4 separate regions of the Mus musculus genome follow, and regions 2, 3 and 4 are each linked to region 1. Evidence: chromatin contacts called from public ChIA-PET and promoter capture Hi-C data. All regions are on one chromosome and are shown on one strand. The core of a region is the stretch at or near the end of the contact, and the rest is flanking DNA. Distances in the headings are between cores, read along the strand shown. Region 1 holds the start of Zfas1 (zinc finger, NFX1-type containing 1, antisense RNA 1). Region 2 overlaps Slc9a8 (solute carrier family 9 (sodium/hydrogen exchanger), member 8). Region 3 has its middle 18 kb from the start of B4galt5. Region 4 holds the start of Arfgef2 (ADP-ribosylation factor guanine nucleotide-exchange factor 2 (brefeldin A-inhibited)).

Region 1 (3,528 bases), core at 585-3,084:
GTCTCACATATACAACTCTGACTGGCACTGTCCACTTGCAAATGATATGACAATTGTTCAGACATAGCACCCTTCAGTCTCTAGGCTTGCCTCAATTTAAGTCAACTTGCCTGGGCCTACTTTTTTTTTTTTTTTTTAAAGATTTATTTATTTATTATTATATGTAAGTACACTGTAGCTGTCCTCAGACACTCCAGAAGAGGGAGTCAGATCTCGTTAAGGATGGTTGTGAGCCACCATGTGGTTGCTGGGATTTGAACTCTGGACCTTCGGAAGAGCAGTCGGGTGCTCTTACCCACTGAGCCATCTCTCCAGCCCGGGCCTACTTTTTTTAAGAGTAAGATTTATTCATATATTTTATGCACGAGTACACCACCATTGTTCTCTTCAGAGACACCATAAGAGGGCACCAGACCCCATTATAGATGGTTGTGAGCCACCATGTGGTTGCTAGAAATTTAACTCAGGACCCCTCGAAAGAGCCATCAGTGCTCTTAACTGCTAAGCCATTTCTCGGGCCTACTTGATTTAGGGCATATTCACATTTTTATCTGAGTGGGTCAGGGTGGATATCAGAATACAGTAATGGAGGATAGCCATTGTCACATCTTGAAAAGCACTAGCCTGCAAATACTTTAGCAGACATGTTTCATTGCCTTTCTAAATACCACGCATATACAAAAGAAATCTCAACCCGGCTCAGACACTGCACCCACAAACTGCTGAATGCTCCCATATCAACAGCCAAGAAAATGTGTTACAGACTAATCTCAATGGGACCATTTTCTTAATCAGTCCTTTTCTCAGGCAGTTCTACCAGGACACTTTAAATAACAACAGGGCTCTGCATCTCCTGTGTCAGTATGTACAGATACACAATTAAAAGACTTTAGTATACTTTGATAATAAGGCTCAATCCTCGGGGCTTTTAAAACAACGAACCTCAGCAGTAACTCTTGCATCAAATTCCCTATCACTGCCCACTTAAAGGCTCTTCAAAGCACGTGATTGCCACTTTAGGCCACTAGACGAATGCATACCTTAAGACTTTCAGATGGTAGGTGAGTTCTCATCTCCCTCGATGCCCTTCTCTCCCTCCAACCTCCATGCTGTCCTGCTTGGTCAGGTCAACCTACAAAACAAAAGCGTCCATCACCACCTATATCCTCGACCAGGAACAAAGAAGACCAGGGTCCTCGAAGGCTGGTGTTTATCAGGACAAACTGGCAAATGTTTTAAAACATCAGCACTGTCGATATGACGGGGAAAAAAGTGAGTTCATCATTTACACCAGCAAAAAGCTTCCCAGGCCAAAGCAGAAGGCGTCTTTTCCACTTGAATCACGTCTTCGAAGGTCAACCTGGGGATCGCGCTCCATAAGCAACACTTGGAGACTAGGAGCGGTTACAGCGACTAAACTTGATAAGAGGTTAACAAAAAAAAAACTTGTGCTGTGTGGACTCAACTCACCATCTGCAAGTTAACCCCGGAGGGACGAGACATATCGGGAACAAAGCAAACGCTCTAGGAGCCGCCGGAACGAAAGGACGAGAGCGGCGGCGAACCTTCCTTATATAGACCTTGGCGGCGCGTGCGCCTGCGCACTGTGCCCATGGCGCGTCGCTTCCGGGCGCGACCGCTTGGCGTCCTGGGAAATGTAGTCCCCGAGCCGCCCGGCCCCAGCTAGCTAATGGTTGTCCAGCCAGTGTCTAGCCCCTCCCCGTGCTCACTGGGCCTCCGGGGCTTCTCGGCTTCCGCGCCATGTCGCGCTTGGCACGCACGAGCCGCCCGCCGCGTCCCCCTGGCTCCGGGGCCAGCCGAGACCTGCGGCCGCCCGGGGCGCAGTCAACCCGCCCCCCGCCGCGCCCTCCCCTCCGCCGCGCCCGCGGGGAGCCGCCAGTCCAGCCGCCGCCGCTACCGCGGGCGCTGAGGCGACGCCGCCCTTCCGCCCGCCCCGAGGGCGGGGGCGCAGGCGAGCCCGGCCTCTCGCTGGAGCCCGCGGCACCGCCTCCTCGTCCTGCGCGGCCTCCTCTTCCTCCGGGCCGCCCACTAGGCTACTCGCCCCGCCCAGGGGCTGCAGGGACTGGAAACCGAAAGTTCGCGGTGCCGGGCGGGGCCGCGACCTGCCAGGGCCGGGGCTGAGCTCTAGCCCTGCGGAGGACGCGCCCGAGCCGGTGAGTGGCCTCCGCCCTATCACGCACCTGCTTCTGCGGCGCTGCGACCGCCGGCGTCCCGCTCTGCCTCCGGCCGGGTGTCAGGTTAGCCTTGGAGTCCCTATCTGCCCCACTCAGCGCCCCCACCACCCCCGGAGTCCCTGTCCCCTTCCCTCAGTTCTCCTATAGTCCCCAGAGTCCATGTCCCCTTCCCTTAGTTTTCCTATAGCCTCCAGAGTCCCTGTCCCTTTCCCTCAGTTTCCCTATACCCCCGGAGTCCCTGTCCCCTTCCCTCAATTATCCTGTAGCCTCCGGAGTCCCTGTCCTCTTCCCTCAATTATCCTGTAGCCTCCGGAGTCCCTGTTCTCTTTCTCTCAGCCCCCCCTATAGTCCCCGAAGTCCCTGTCTGCTTCTTCAGTTTCCCTATAGCCCCCAGAGTCCCTGCCCCTTTCTCTTAGTTTCCCTATAGCCCCCAGAGTCCCTCAGTTCCCCTATCATCTCCGGAGTATTTGGAATCTCCCATCACCCCTAGGATCTTTTTCCACTCCTTACCACCCCCAGAGTCCTGTCCTCCCACCTCCACCGTCACCCTCCATCGTTCCCTGAGTTAAGTCTACCTGGTTATCAGCAGCCCCATTTCCCAGTCCCTGTTTCCTCTCCTCAGCAGCCCCATCACCCCTAAATCCCTGTTCCCTTCCATTAGCCTCACCATCACTCCCCAGAGTCCCTGTCTCCTCTCCTTAGCAGCCCCCATCACCTCCAGAGTCGGTGTCTCCTCCCTCAGTACCCAGCGTATCCTGAGCCGCGGGCACTGCCATTACCTGCTTCGACTCTCTTCAGTTCATCTGTCACCACCCTGATCACACCCCACCTCTAGTGCCCCTTCATCTCAGCACCCAGTCATCCCCTGTGCGTAGTTGTCCTGCCTCTGCTCCCGGTCCCTGGAGCCCCACTCTCTCCATTTCTCACCTATTGCTATACCCACTTGTTCCACAACCACCCTGGGCTCCCCATCCCTAGGCCCTGCCCTACCTCTGAGTCCCCCCCAGATCTCTCCTGCTTTCTGTAACCTTACAGTGTTTCTCTGAGGGATGTATGGTGTGGCGACTTCTCTCGGGACTTGAAATTTACCTAGCTACAACCCAGCTGCCACCTCTTGCTCCATCCTCTTTCATCTTACCCTGTAATTAGAAGTCTCTAAATGTTATCCCTGCAACAGCTTAACCATTGCTGATCTGGTGCCCTCCCTGCCTTGCTTGCCCTCCCTGCCTTACTTGCCCTCCCCGCCTGCTCCTGCCACTCTTCCCTCGCCTTCTCTAGCACTTATTTGCTTCTGTTTTCTTTTACACTGCTGCTGCATTCTATTTTAGTATTT
Region 2 (3,528 bases), core at 285-2,784, 400 kb before region 1:
TAGGTGGAATCCACTGCGTCTTCAAGCTAACACAGTGTAGCACACCTAAGACAGCCTTGTCCTTGGCCATAAAAGACAACAGCACAATGCTGCCCTGGCTCTGCCTGGATGAAGCTTTGGAGAGAAGAGACTAGCAAGCATCACTCACTAGCAAGCTTTAGTCACACAGCCCCAAAATAAAGGTGAGCACAGACTAGCTCCCAGCTGTGCCTAGAGATGAGCTAAGGGACAGCCAAGACTCCATACTGGCGAAGGCGTATGCTAATTTTTCCCCCTAGGGGCACTGTAGAGTCAGGTGAGGGCAGTCAGGCACCTCAGTCTCTGGTGTGGTCTGGCTCCTCAGAGCAAGTAGGGTGGGCTGAGTGAGCTCCGGCTGGGAGCACAAAGGTGACTCAGGTAATCAACTACGGCTCCACGTTCCACACAATTCGGGAGGGAGTGGGAGGAGCATCTGCATGTGCACAAGGCCCTGGATTGGATCCTGCAACTCAAAAACCAGTACAACTTTCTATGGAAGGCCTTTCCAAGGTGTCCCCAACCTGTGCTCATAGGACAGACTGTGACATAGGCAGGCTGCTGCTCTAAAGGAAGTCACAATGGGGATGGAGACAGGACACAAAAGGGCCCAAGAGACTTGGGATCTCTTGCAGTTGGTCACATTTCTCCTTTTTTTTTTTTTTTTTTTTTTTTGAGACATGGAGCCTAGGCTGTTGTTGAACACGACATATAGTTAAAACCTTTTACTGTCTTTGAGACAGGGTTTCACTGTGTCACCCTGGTTGGTCTGAAACTTGCACCATAGACCAGGATGGCCTTGGACTCACAGAGGCCTGCCTGCCTCTGCTTCCTGAGGGCTGGGGTTAAAGACAGGTGCCACCACCACTCAGCTATCCTTAAACTCTTTGATCCTCCTGCCTCCATCTCCCAAGTACTGGGGTTATAGGCACCACTGCCATGCCCTGCCTAAAACTACGATTTAAAGGAAACCACAGCACCCAAGGTCACTGAAACTGTAAACACTGAGATCTTATAAACACAAAAACTTTTCTATAGAAGCACATTTCTGTAGTTGTTGCCTCTGAACTGTTAACAGTTACATAAATGATTCCAAACCATGTAGTTACTATTTTAAAAATAAGCCATTCAATATGAAAAATAAGAAAAGTACTTACTATGCACCAGATGACAAAGGAAATTTCAAACTTGTGAGGGAAACTAAAAATGGAGAGGCCAAGAAATGCAAACACACACGTTTCTGAAAGAAACCAGAGAACAGGTTCCTCTTACAATTCAGTAGTAACTAAGCAAGCTTCCCTGAAACCACACCAACAGCCACACCGTGTCAGACTTTGTATGCAGTCTTTTGGGGCGAGGTGGGGAAGTGGATAGTTGAGATGGGGTCTTGCTATTTGACCAGGCAAGCCTTGAATGCAATGTGAGTGCTGAGACTGCTGGTGTGAGCCACCACAGCTGGCTTGCTTCCTTACTACCACACAGGCAATGGCCCTTGCTACTGAGAATTTCACAACGTGATGAGTTAACTGTCAGATACTGAGCAAATAACCAAGTCCCCACCACGCATTCCCTGAGCACTCATCAGTCAGGGTCAGACATTGTGAGCATGTGACTGTGGGGCCACATGACAGATGAGAAAGTGGGCACTGTAGTTAACTCCCCCCCCCCCAGTAGGTCCGAGAGGAAGCTAACTCACAGAGCTTGCAGGGAGGACCCATTTTCAGGCTTGGCTGCACTTGGTGTGCAAGCAATCACTTGTGTGTGCTGAAAACAGCACCTCCCAAGTCTAGGTTCCTGCCACGCATGGTTGGCACACGTCTTTAATCCCAAAACTTAGAAGGAAGCATCTGCATGTTTGTGAGTTCGAGGCCACCCTGGTCTATAAACCAAGTCCAGGATACCCAGGACCACACAGAGAAACCTTGTCTCAATAAATAAACAAATAAGACAAAAACAAACAAAGGAAACCAAAAAACAAAAGAAAGAAAGAAAGAAAGAAAGAAAGAAAGAAAGAAAGAAAGAAAGAAAGAAAGAAAGAAAGAAAGAAAACAACTTTCCAGGCTCCTGATTAAACTATGGGCCCCCAAAGAGCCCAAGCGCTAAGGAGATAGGGACTGCATTTTAAGATGTGCACGAGCTGGTGAGTTGTTAGCACGGCTCAGCAGGGTGGGTTCTTCAGTGGGGCCACAAGCAGCAGGTGCTTGGCCTTCCCCTCCGAGATGCCTTCTTATCTGATACTGTCTGATCCTCCAAGCCAGAGCACCTAGGCCGACTTCACCTTTCCCAGGAGCAAGAATGTGTGGTTAAGATGGGCGTGGTGGTGCACACCTTTAATCCCAGCCTTGAGAGGCAGAGGCAGGGGGATTTCTGAGTTTGAGGCCAGCCTGGTCTACAAAGTGAGTTCCAGGACAGCCAAGGCTACACAGAGAAACCCTGTCTTGAAAAAACAAAAAAAGAATGTGTGGTTAACTTAACCCAGCCTTTTAGGGTGGTCATAAAAGCTGCTTCTGGCAATGCAAGCTACATCAGAACGGCCTAGTGCACTGGCTGAACTTCTCTTGGAGGAGCTGTCAGGACAAAGCCCATGCCTGGTGAGTTTGACAGCAGGTGTGACGGAGTCTCAGGAGCTGCATGCATGTGCCCTGCATGTAAAGCTGGTCTGGGTGCAGACAGAAGCTGAGGAGTGTGCTGTTCTCTGTTGCCTGCCCTGAGGGGGTCAGGTCAGGTCAAAACCTTTAGCTGAGGCTTTCTGGTGAGAACTGTGTGGATCAAATGACTATGACACTAGAAGGCTGTCTTCTAGCTTGCTCCTTGGCAATGGGCTCCCTGGCTTCTCCTTACCCAGCCTCCCACAGCCAGCCCTGCCATCCTGGCTCCAAAGTGAAACAGGGCCCCTCAACACCAGGGGAGGCTGAGGTTGCAACTGAGGCCTCGTCTTGAGTGAGAGTGTGAGTGTCGGAATAGCTAGAGGTGGCACCTTCATTTCAGGTATGAGCAGGAATAGGGTCATAGCAAGATGGGGGAGGAAGCTCCAACTCTTGCTGCTTAACAGAAAGACCTCATGTTCAGCCTAGGGAACGCTGCTCTGGAGTTCCTTCCGTGCTAGGACACCTCCCTTACAAACTCACAGTGCCCCTAGCTGGAAAGCCTCGAACTCACAGAGATCTTGAAACTACCCTGAGAGTCCAGGACTTAGGGGCGAGGTCATCCACCCGGCCTCAGCATCATTTCCACATCAGACGTCTGCAATGTTCAACAGCATCTCTACTTCTGACCATAATCTACAACCATCAGATGTCCATTTCTTAGGTGTTTCACGTCTTTTATGGAATCACAAGTCCAGAGGAGCCAGCCCTGGAGGTAGGGGCACAGTAATGACCTGGGCTTGGGGGGCTCTGTGCCCTGCTGCCAAGAAGAATCCTAGCCTACACACAGAGAGGGCAGGAATCCCAGTTTGTGTGACTCACCACACAGGAAGGCCACAGTTCGGAGAGTCTGCTGCATGAGGATCTG
Region 3 (3,528 bases), core at 392-2,891, 300 kb before region 1:
AGAAAGAGAGAAGGAAAGAAAGAAAGAGAGGAAGAAAGGAAGAAAGAAAGAAAACTAAAGCGAGCTGGACATGCCCATAATCCTGGCTCACGGGAAGATTGCAGCAAGGGCTACACGGTACCAGGTCAGCCAGGACCCAGCCAGGACTAGAGAGCAAGGTTCCATCTCAAAAGTAAAAAGAACTGATCATCCTGCCTCTACCTCCCAAGTGACTCGGTTACAACCGTGGGCTGCCACACATGATCGAGCAAGCCAACTATATCTTGACCCTTAAACTTTATTTTATTTTTTTAATTTTCAGAAGCTAAGTTCTCCAGGTAGCCCTTGATTTATGATCCTCCTGCCTAACACTTCCTGGGTGCTGGGATCACAGACATGCACCACCAAGCGCATTATGGGGTGCTAGGACCAAGTCCGGAACTTTCTACAGGCTAGGCAAGCAAGCCGCTAATTTCTTGATAAAGGGAAGTCAAACACACACACACACACACACACACACACACACACACACACACACACACACACACACGCCGGCCAGAGAGAGGAAGTCCCAGTTCCTGCCCGCATCTCACGCTGACTTGCTGTGCCCAGGAGTAGCATCACCTTGGGGCCTCCCCACTTCTCTACCTCTCATTGGCTCAGAGACTCAACGGCCCTCCCCTCCCCGGGGCTTGAATGTTCCTGTGAATCTCTTCATGTGCCCCGGAAACCCACAGAGCTTCTTCCAATCTGTTAAAGGAAGGATTCTGCAAGGACTAGGATCGAGGCACTTCTATGACCAGCCAGCAGAGATTCCATGCTCAGTATGTGGCCTAGGCTAAAGCACACCAAGTTACACTCAGACATTTTGGGCTAACCTCTGGTGTTTAGTGAGCACTCACTATAGCCTGGAGCCCCTTTGCTCAGATGTCCGCTTTGTAGTCCTCATCAGAGGTCAGAACAGTTAGAACCTCTCCAGGTGAAATCTCGAAGTTGCCAACAGGGTCCAGGAAACCCTGGGTCTTAACTGCTGTGTCTGAGCATCTGCTGTAAAAGTAAAGATGGCGCGTGGAGCAGAAGAAATCAAGGCTCTGCCGATCGCGAGGGGGGTTGACAGAGGCTGTGTGGGCCTCTTCTGCCTCTACCGGCCTCCCAGGAAATGGGAGAGGATTTCAATCAGACAGCGGACGGGCTGGTCCACGTGCGTCCCCCACCCCACCCCCGCTACCCCCACCACGTGGAGAAGTTCAAGTGGTCGGACCTGGTTCTTCCCTCTGCCTTCACACTGCTGTCTTCTTTGGAGTCCTGTGTCGTCAGTCCACCATATCCCTCGGCCCCACCCCCTCTTGGAGAGAAACTTCTGCCAGGGCGCACCTGTAGGGTGAGTGCGTGGGTGTGAGAGGTGGACGAGGAAGGGAGGTTTCTAGAGGAAATATTTCACAGAGAGAGAGAGAGAGAGAGAGAGAGAGAGAGAGAGAGAGAGAGAGAGAGAGAGAGAGAGAGAATGTGCGTGTGTGTGTGTGTGTGTGTGTGTGTGTGTGTGTGTGTGTGTGTGTGTGTGTGTAAGCACTACTCCTTTAGTGACCTAAAGGAAACCAGCGTGTGGTTATGCTGATAATGCCCAGCAGCGAAACCTCAGAGGATTGAATGGCAAGCCCTGGTTGGTTCCTGCAGACCCAGGCAGGATGCCTGAGTTCTCTCTTGAGGGCAATGGGGCACTATGGGAGAGTTTGGAGGGAAACGTGCGAATGCAATTTCCTGACATCCGATTTTGCTGTAATAAACACCGGCTTGATTGCCATGGCCTGTCCAGCCTGCTTTCTTCTATTTGTCTTTCTCTCTCTCTTACTTTCTTTCAGTTTTATTTCTTTTCTTTTCTTTCTTTCTTTCTTTCTTTCTTTCTTTTTTTTTTTTTTTTTTTTTGAGCCAGGGACACACTAGGCAAGTACCCCACCAGCTGAGCCACACCCCCAAGCCCAGGATTTGGATTTTATTCTGAATAAAGCTGAAGAGGAGTCACGGGGGTGAGGGGGTGGGGATGGGGGTGGGAGTGGGGGGGGGGGCCAGCACACTGAAGTCTTAGCAATCAGGGTAGGAGGCTGAGGCCCAGGGACTGTCTTCCCAGACAAGCAACGGCCATCTTAGACATCTTAGACAGCCCAGCTGTGCCTGCTTGCAAAGGATGTCCCATCTGGGCTGGTTGGCAGTTTGTGTCCTCTCATGGAAGTTTAGGAAGGGTCATGACAGCCACACTTAAAGTTCCCAGCCACTCCCTGCTACCTGCTGACAGCTCTGGACTAATTGCACATGGCCTCTCTGAAGGGCTGGAGTATATAGCCACAGAAGATGAAAGCTTAGGCCCACTGGGTTTAGGTGTGGCCTATTGTGTTTTTTTTTTTTCTTTTAAGGATTTATTTATTTTACTTATATGAATACACTGTAGCTGTCTTCAGACACACCGGAAGAGGGCTTCAGATCCCATTACAGATGGTTATGAGCCACCATGTGATTGCTAGGAATTGAACTCAGGACCTCTGGAAGAGCAGTCAGTGCTCTCAACAACTGAGCCATCTCTCTAGCCCTCACTTAAGCTCTTTAAGGAACCCCAATAATCACATTGGTCCCAGGGTGAACTTGGTGGCATTGTGCCTCGCTTTGCTGCTAGGACCTTAGGAGAAGAAGCCAGTGTTGACTCTCCCCCCCTGGGAAGGGATTTAAACAAGCCTGACGGAACTAATTACACCCCCTGATTCTAGCGCTGCAGAGGCACAGAGAGGACGATCCTTGGGGCTCACCAGCCTAATCAGGGAGCCTCAAATCCCAGTGAGACCAGAGAGAGAGACCCTGCCTCAAAATCAATAAATTAATTAAAAAAGCACATCTGCATTAAACCCTCCTCACAGAAATGTGTTGTGCACATGACTGCAAGGGTCACTGAGTAGACTGAGGGAGTATGCATGGTGAGCTTGCTGCTGTGCCTGGCACGGTAAGTATTAGCCCAATCCGTAGTAGGTGTCGTTGTTGCTATTTTACTGTCCTTTTTATTTATTTATTTATTTTCATTTCCTGTCCATTGGTGCTTTGCCTGCATGCACGTTTCTGCGTCTATGCAAGAGTGTTGGATCACCTGGAACTGGAGTTGCAGACAGGTGTGAGCTGTCATGTCGGTGTGGGACTAGAACCCAGGACCTCTGGAAGAGCAGCCAATGCTGTAACCACTGGCCACCTCTCCAGCCCGTGTTGTGCAGTTTGTTTGCCTTTTTGTTTGTTTGTTTGTTGTTGTTGTTGTTGTTTGCCAGCTTCTTTCTTGCCTTCTGGTGCTGAGAAGGCCCTTAGCACATTAAACACCTGTTTGACCACAGCCGTTCTGACCATTGACCCTGTTGTTTCATAAATAAATGTAGGGCCGGATCTACACTGGGGAAGCAGAGCTGTGTTGTTAAAACACAGCTTTATGCTGTGTAGTGGTGTAATGGCTGAGGTAGAAATGTTATGGTGAATGCAAGGTCAGTCAGTCTGAGCTACATGGTGCATTTCAAGCCGGTCTTA
Region 4 (3,528 bases), core at 601-3,100, 260 kb after region 1:
AAACAAAAACCAAAAAATAAAATAAAATAAAAATAAATTAAGAAGTTAAAACGTGAAGCCCTATGGCAAGAATGGAGTCTAGGAGGGTTCAGCCTGAGGCTCATGCCTCCCTCACAGCTGCTTTTCCAATGCTTACCCTACATTCCTGATAGAACAAAACCCAACTCTTGGCCCTGGTTTTCAAAACAGAAAAGCTTTAACATTTAGGTCTCAGTAAATCCCTTCCACAGACCCTGAATTTCACAAGATTAGCTGCTCAGGATTACACAGGCCTCAAGCAACCCCCAAGATCAACAACAGTTTCTGACCCTTAGGGACTCTCAAATGCTTCCCACATATTTGAGGCCTGAATCTTATTCACCGGGAAGTGCAAAGCTCACAAATCCATTCCAAGGTCTCAAGTGGACGTTCTCCTGCACCCATGGAGAAGAGTGACTAACAGAAACTCAGCCCTTCTGTTTACTCAACCTTTTAGGACAACAGGCCTTTTAACCAAATCCCATGGATTGCACAGGGCGATGAATTCACAGGGAGACAGCTCTGGTCAAATGTCCTGACGCTCTCCGTCCACAACTTTTTTCCTCTTGAACCTCCACACAGTCGACATTTCTTACCTTTCAGACCTGGGCTCAAATGTCACACTTTCAGACAAGACTACTTTCCTGACCATCCAACCTAAAGCAGACCTCAGGTCCTCTGTATCACTTAAGTCTTTTTTCTGACAGCAGTACTTATTAGTACTGTTTTGTCTGCTCTATCAGAACCTAAGAAGATCCACAGGGACAAAGGATTCCATTTCTCCTTCATAGACATCTCCTCAGTACCTGCTACACAGGCTCTCGAGAAGTAACTAAAGATAGGAGACTGATGTTGGTGTCAACTACCGAGCTTTTACCTAGTTAGGAGCTAGAGACTTCTGTCTTTCCACAATCCATGGATCCATTCAACCAGCAAATATTTACTGAGCAACTACTGTGTGCGAAGCACTGTCATAAATGCACAGGACACCGCATTGAAGCAATCAGACAAGTATCTTTGCTCTACAGAACCTTTATTTTAGGGACCCGCCCTAAAATGAGTAGAAGTCGTACACGCTGTCCAATGCCTGAAATATAGATCATCTTACATCCCTTCCAGGCGAAGCGCCCTGGGAACCCCAATGTTCTCCAGTGAGACATTTCCCAAACAAGCCTCCGGGGTTCCTCGGCACCAACCGGGCAGCTCTCTGACCTGCTCTGATCGCTCCCGTGGGAGAGCCCCCAACCAGCATAGTGGCGCTGAAGGAAAAACTTAAGATCGAGAGCTACTGCTTCAGAGGACTTGGAGATGGTGAGGGGAGGAACCAGGAAACGGGACAAGGAGTCGTGGCAAGGGCCCCAGGCAGGGAAGCTGGAAAACCAGCCGTGGCTGTCACCAACTTGCTAGGTGACCTTGGGCCAGTCTCGGCCGCCCCAACACCAGCTCCCACGGGGACAGCGAGCGGAAGAGGACGGGAGGGTGGGATTCGGGCTGGGAGGAGTGGAGGGCAGCAGGCCCGGAGGGTAACGGCCGGCGTGGGGAAGCCGGCGCGGGCCAGGCCGGGGTGGCTCACTCACCGAGCGCCACCTGGCAGGCCCTACGCAGCTGGGAGTGCTGGGGCCGCTTCACCTCCTTGTCAGCTAGGATCTTCTCCAGGGCCCGGGACACGAACATGCTCTTGGTCTGGCTTTCCTGCATGGCCCCGGCCTGCGGGGGCCGGCGACCCCGCGAGCCGGCGGTGCGAGCGAGCAGGAGAGCGAGGCTGAGGGCCCGGCGACCCGGCCGGCACCGGCCGCGTCCGTGCGCGCCGCCCTGTCAGGAAGAGACGCCCCGGCCCCACGGCGCCGCCAAGTTGCAGCGCGTCACGTGACCACGTGACTGGCGGTGTCGCTGCGTCTGCTGAGCGTCGGTCGACCCTGTGACCCCAAGGGTGGGGGGCCGGCCGGGAGGCGGAGCCAGAGTGGGGTGGAGTTCTGTGGGTGGGGCGGGTGGGCGGGGCAGTAGACCTGTGGTGGGGCGTGGTCTGTTCGGTTGGGGCGGGGCCTACGCGAGTGGTGCTGGTCCGGGCGTGTCTAAGTAGTATAACCGGGCCAGGTAGGGGAGTGATGGTCAATGACTATGAAGGGGAAGAAAATGCAGGTCAAAGCCTATAGACATGGGCAGCCCTGAAGGAAAGATGCAAGTGATCGGAGGTAGGAAGAGACTAAGAGCATGCGCTAGATATGCTGAGAAAAGCGAAAGAGGGAGTAAAGGGGAAAGAAAAAAATCGTAAAAAGAATTAGTGAGGGCTGGTGAGATAGCTCAGTGTTTAAGAGCACCGACTGCTCTTCCAAAGGTCCTGAGTTCAAATCCCAGCAACCACATGGTGGCTCACAACCACCCGTAATGAAATCTGATGCCTTCTTCTGGAGTGTCTGAAGACAGCTACAGTGTACACATAATAAATAAATAAATAAATAAATAAATAAATAAATCTTTAAAAAAAAGAATTAGTGAGAGTAATAATAGTCGAGAGAAGAGAGATGGGCAAAAGGAAGTGAATGGAATGAGAGAGGTGACAGAGAGTAGGGAAGGTCAGATGCCGGATCCAGGAAGGGCAGAGAAATCAGGGATGGAAAGGAGGCTCAGGGAAGTTAAGAACCAGGACTGAGGATGAAGCCAGAAGGGAAGAGAGAAGAGAGAGGAGGGGAGGGGAAAGAAGGGTAGGCTGGAAGGTATATTCACGGTGTCTATCTCTTCCAGATTTGTATCTCTGACAGCAAACCACACCAGCCCTGGACACAGTCCTGCTGCCACAGGAGAGAGAGCTCCTGGCGGGCCAGTTTGTAAGAAGTAATCCTTCTGTCGCTAGAGTTTTACTTGTTTGTTTTGTTTGTTGTTGTTGTTTTGATACAATCCTGATGTGTATCGCCGGCTGTCCTTGACCTTGAACTCAATGTCCTCTCTGGGATGAGGGACTGAGTTGCATATTTTACATACCAAAGCTGACCTGGCCTCCAGGTTCTCCCAGCATCCCTCAGTCCCTACCTGGCATCCCCTGCTCCCAACCCTGAACTTTCCAGCACAAGGGTTGGGCTGCCCTTCTCCTTCCTTTTCACTCAGAGGCAGAGGCTCTTCCAGACATTTTGGCTTCTCTCTCTCTCTCTCTCTCTCTCTCTCTCTCTCTTTCTCTCTCTCTCTGCAAGCACTCTTCCTCTCTTCCCATGGCGACTTGCCTTGCCTCCTTCCTCAGGACCAGTGAACTCAACTGAGAGCAGCTTCGCAGCTTCCCAGGAAACCTACATTTAATATAATCTTACCTCTCTTGAATTGGCTCAATTCACCGGCAGGGAAATAACTTATCACCCTCCTGAGCTGGGATTGTAGGAGGAAGCCACCACACCTGAACATCTGCTTTCTAAGTGCCAGTCTGTGCCAATGCTACCAACAACTCCCCTTTTCCTGGTCTGTTTTCATCAGCCTCCAGTACGGAGGACAAAACCGGAGAAGAAACTGAGCCAGGTGGCCAGT

The links. Promoter capture Hi-C pulls out the DNA fragments that hold promoters and counts their contacts. ChIA-PET counts read pairs in DNA pulled down with a chosen protein or histone mark. Capture Hi-C pulls out chosen DNA fragments and counts their contacts.
Region 2: a contact with region 1 is called in a promoter capture Hi-C map of the HPC-7 cell line, with 4 times the contacts expected there. The contact joins the enhancer-like site here to the promoter of Zfas1 in region 1. A contact is called at or near these places in 13 of 39 promoter capture datasets (the 3T3-L1 cell line, the C10 cell line, the HPC-7 cell line and 6 more), 11 of 484 Hi-C or Micro-C datasets (B cells, the Ba/F3 cell line, the G1E-ER4 cell line and 5 more), 16 of 115 datasets of contacts at active chromatin or transcription factors (the 230-238 cell line, astrocytes, bone marrow-derived dendritic cells and 10 more) and 4 of 9 other capture datasets (adipose tissue, embryonic stem cells, liver and 1 more).
Region 3: an RNA polymerase II ChIA-PET map of memory CD8 T cells shows a contact between it and region 1, with 183 read pairs. The contact joins the enhancer-like site here to the promoter of Zfas1 in region 1. A contact is called at or near these places in 7 of 39 promoter capture datasets (the C10 cell line, the HPC-7 cell line, embryonic stem cells and 3 more), 1 of 484 Hi-C or Micro-C datasets (bone marrow-derived macrophages), 6 of 115 datasets of contacts at active chromatin or transcription factors (the 230-238 cell line, the SCID.adh cell line, bone marrow-derived dendritic cells and 3 more) and 2 of 9 other capture datasets (adipose tissue and pancreatic islet).
Region 4: a promoter capture Hi-C map of adipose tissue shows a contact between it and region 1. The contact joins the promoter of Arfgef2 here to the promoter of Zfas1 in region 1. A contact is called at or near these places in 4 of 39 promoter capture datasets (hematopoietic stem and progenitor cells, liver and second pharyngeal arch cranial neural crest), 2 of 484 Hi-C or Micro-C datasets (CD4 T cells and regulatory T cells), 2 of 115 datasets of contacts at active chromatin or transcription factors (bone marrow-derived macrophages and memory CD8 T cells) and 1 of 9 other capture datasets (adipose tissue).

The regions. Positions count from the first base shown.
Region 1 is chr2:167,061,240-167,064,767 of GRCm38.p6, reverse strand. Zfas1 (zinc finger, NFX1-type containing 1, antisense RNA 1) reads right to left here and starts at 1,834. Exons shown (of 5, transcript NR_138563.1): 1 at 1,471-1,834; 2 at 1,041-1,132. It overlaps Znfx1 (zinc finger, NFX1-type containing 1), which reads left to right and starts at 1,753. Exons shown (of 14, transcript NM_001033196.2): 1 at 1,753-2,258. LOC115486178 (a small nucleolar RNA gene) reads right to left here and starts at 1,295; the gene lies at 1,203-1,295.
Region 2 is chr2:167,465,412-167,468,939 of GRCm38.p6, reverse strand. It overlaps Slc9a8 (solute carrier family 9 (sodium/hydrogen exchanger), member 8), which reads right to left. Exons shown (of 17, transcript NM_148929.3): 11 at 3,483-3,528; 12 at 1,173-1,255. Among named protein-coding and RNA genes, the nearest start is that of Spata2, 26 kb to the left of the region's middle. Within about 2 kb of position 1,534, at least 16 of the 459 cell types and tissues checked have an H3K27ac peak or open chromatin away from gene starts, as enhancers often do. A contact at or near this core is called in the HPC-7 cell line and bone marrow-derived macrophages, where this site is marked.
Region 3 is chr2:167,365,639-167,369,166 of GRCm38.p6, reverse strand. No RefSeq gene overlaps it. Among named protein-coding and RNA genes, the nearest start is that of B4galt5, 18 kb to the right of the region's middle. Within about 2 kb of position 1,641, at least 123 of the 459 cell types and tissues checked have an H3K27ac peak or open chromatin away from gene starts, as enhancers often do. A contact at or near this core is called in the 230-238 cell line, the HPC-7 cell line, the SCID.adh cell line and 6 more, where this site is marked.
Region 4 is chr2:166,803,903-166,807,430 of GRCm38.p6, reverse strand. Arfgef2 (ADP-ribosylation factor guanine nucleotide-exchange factor 2 (brefeldin A-inhibited)) reads right to left here and starts at 1,850. Exons shown (of 39, transcript NM_001085495.2): 1 at 1,596-1,850. The coding sequence starts at 1,716.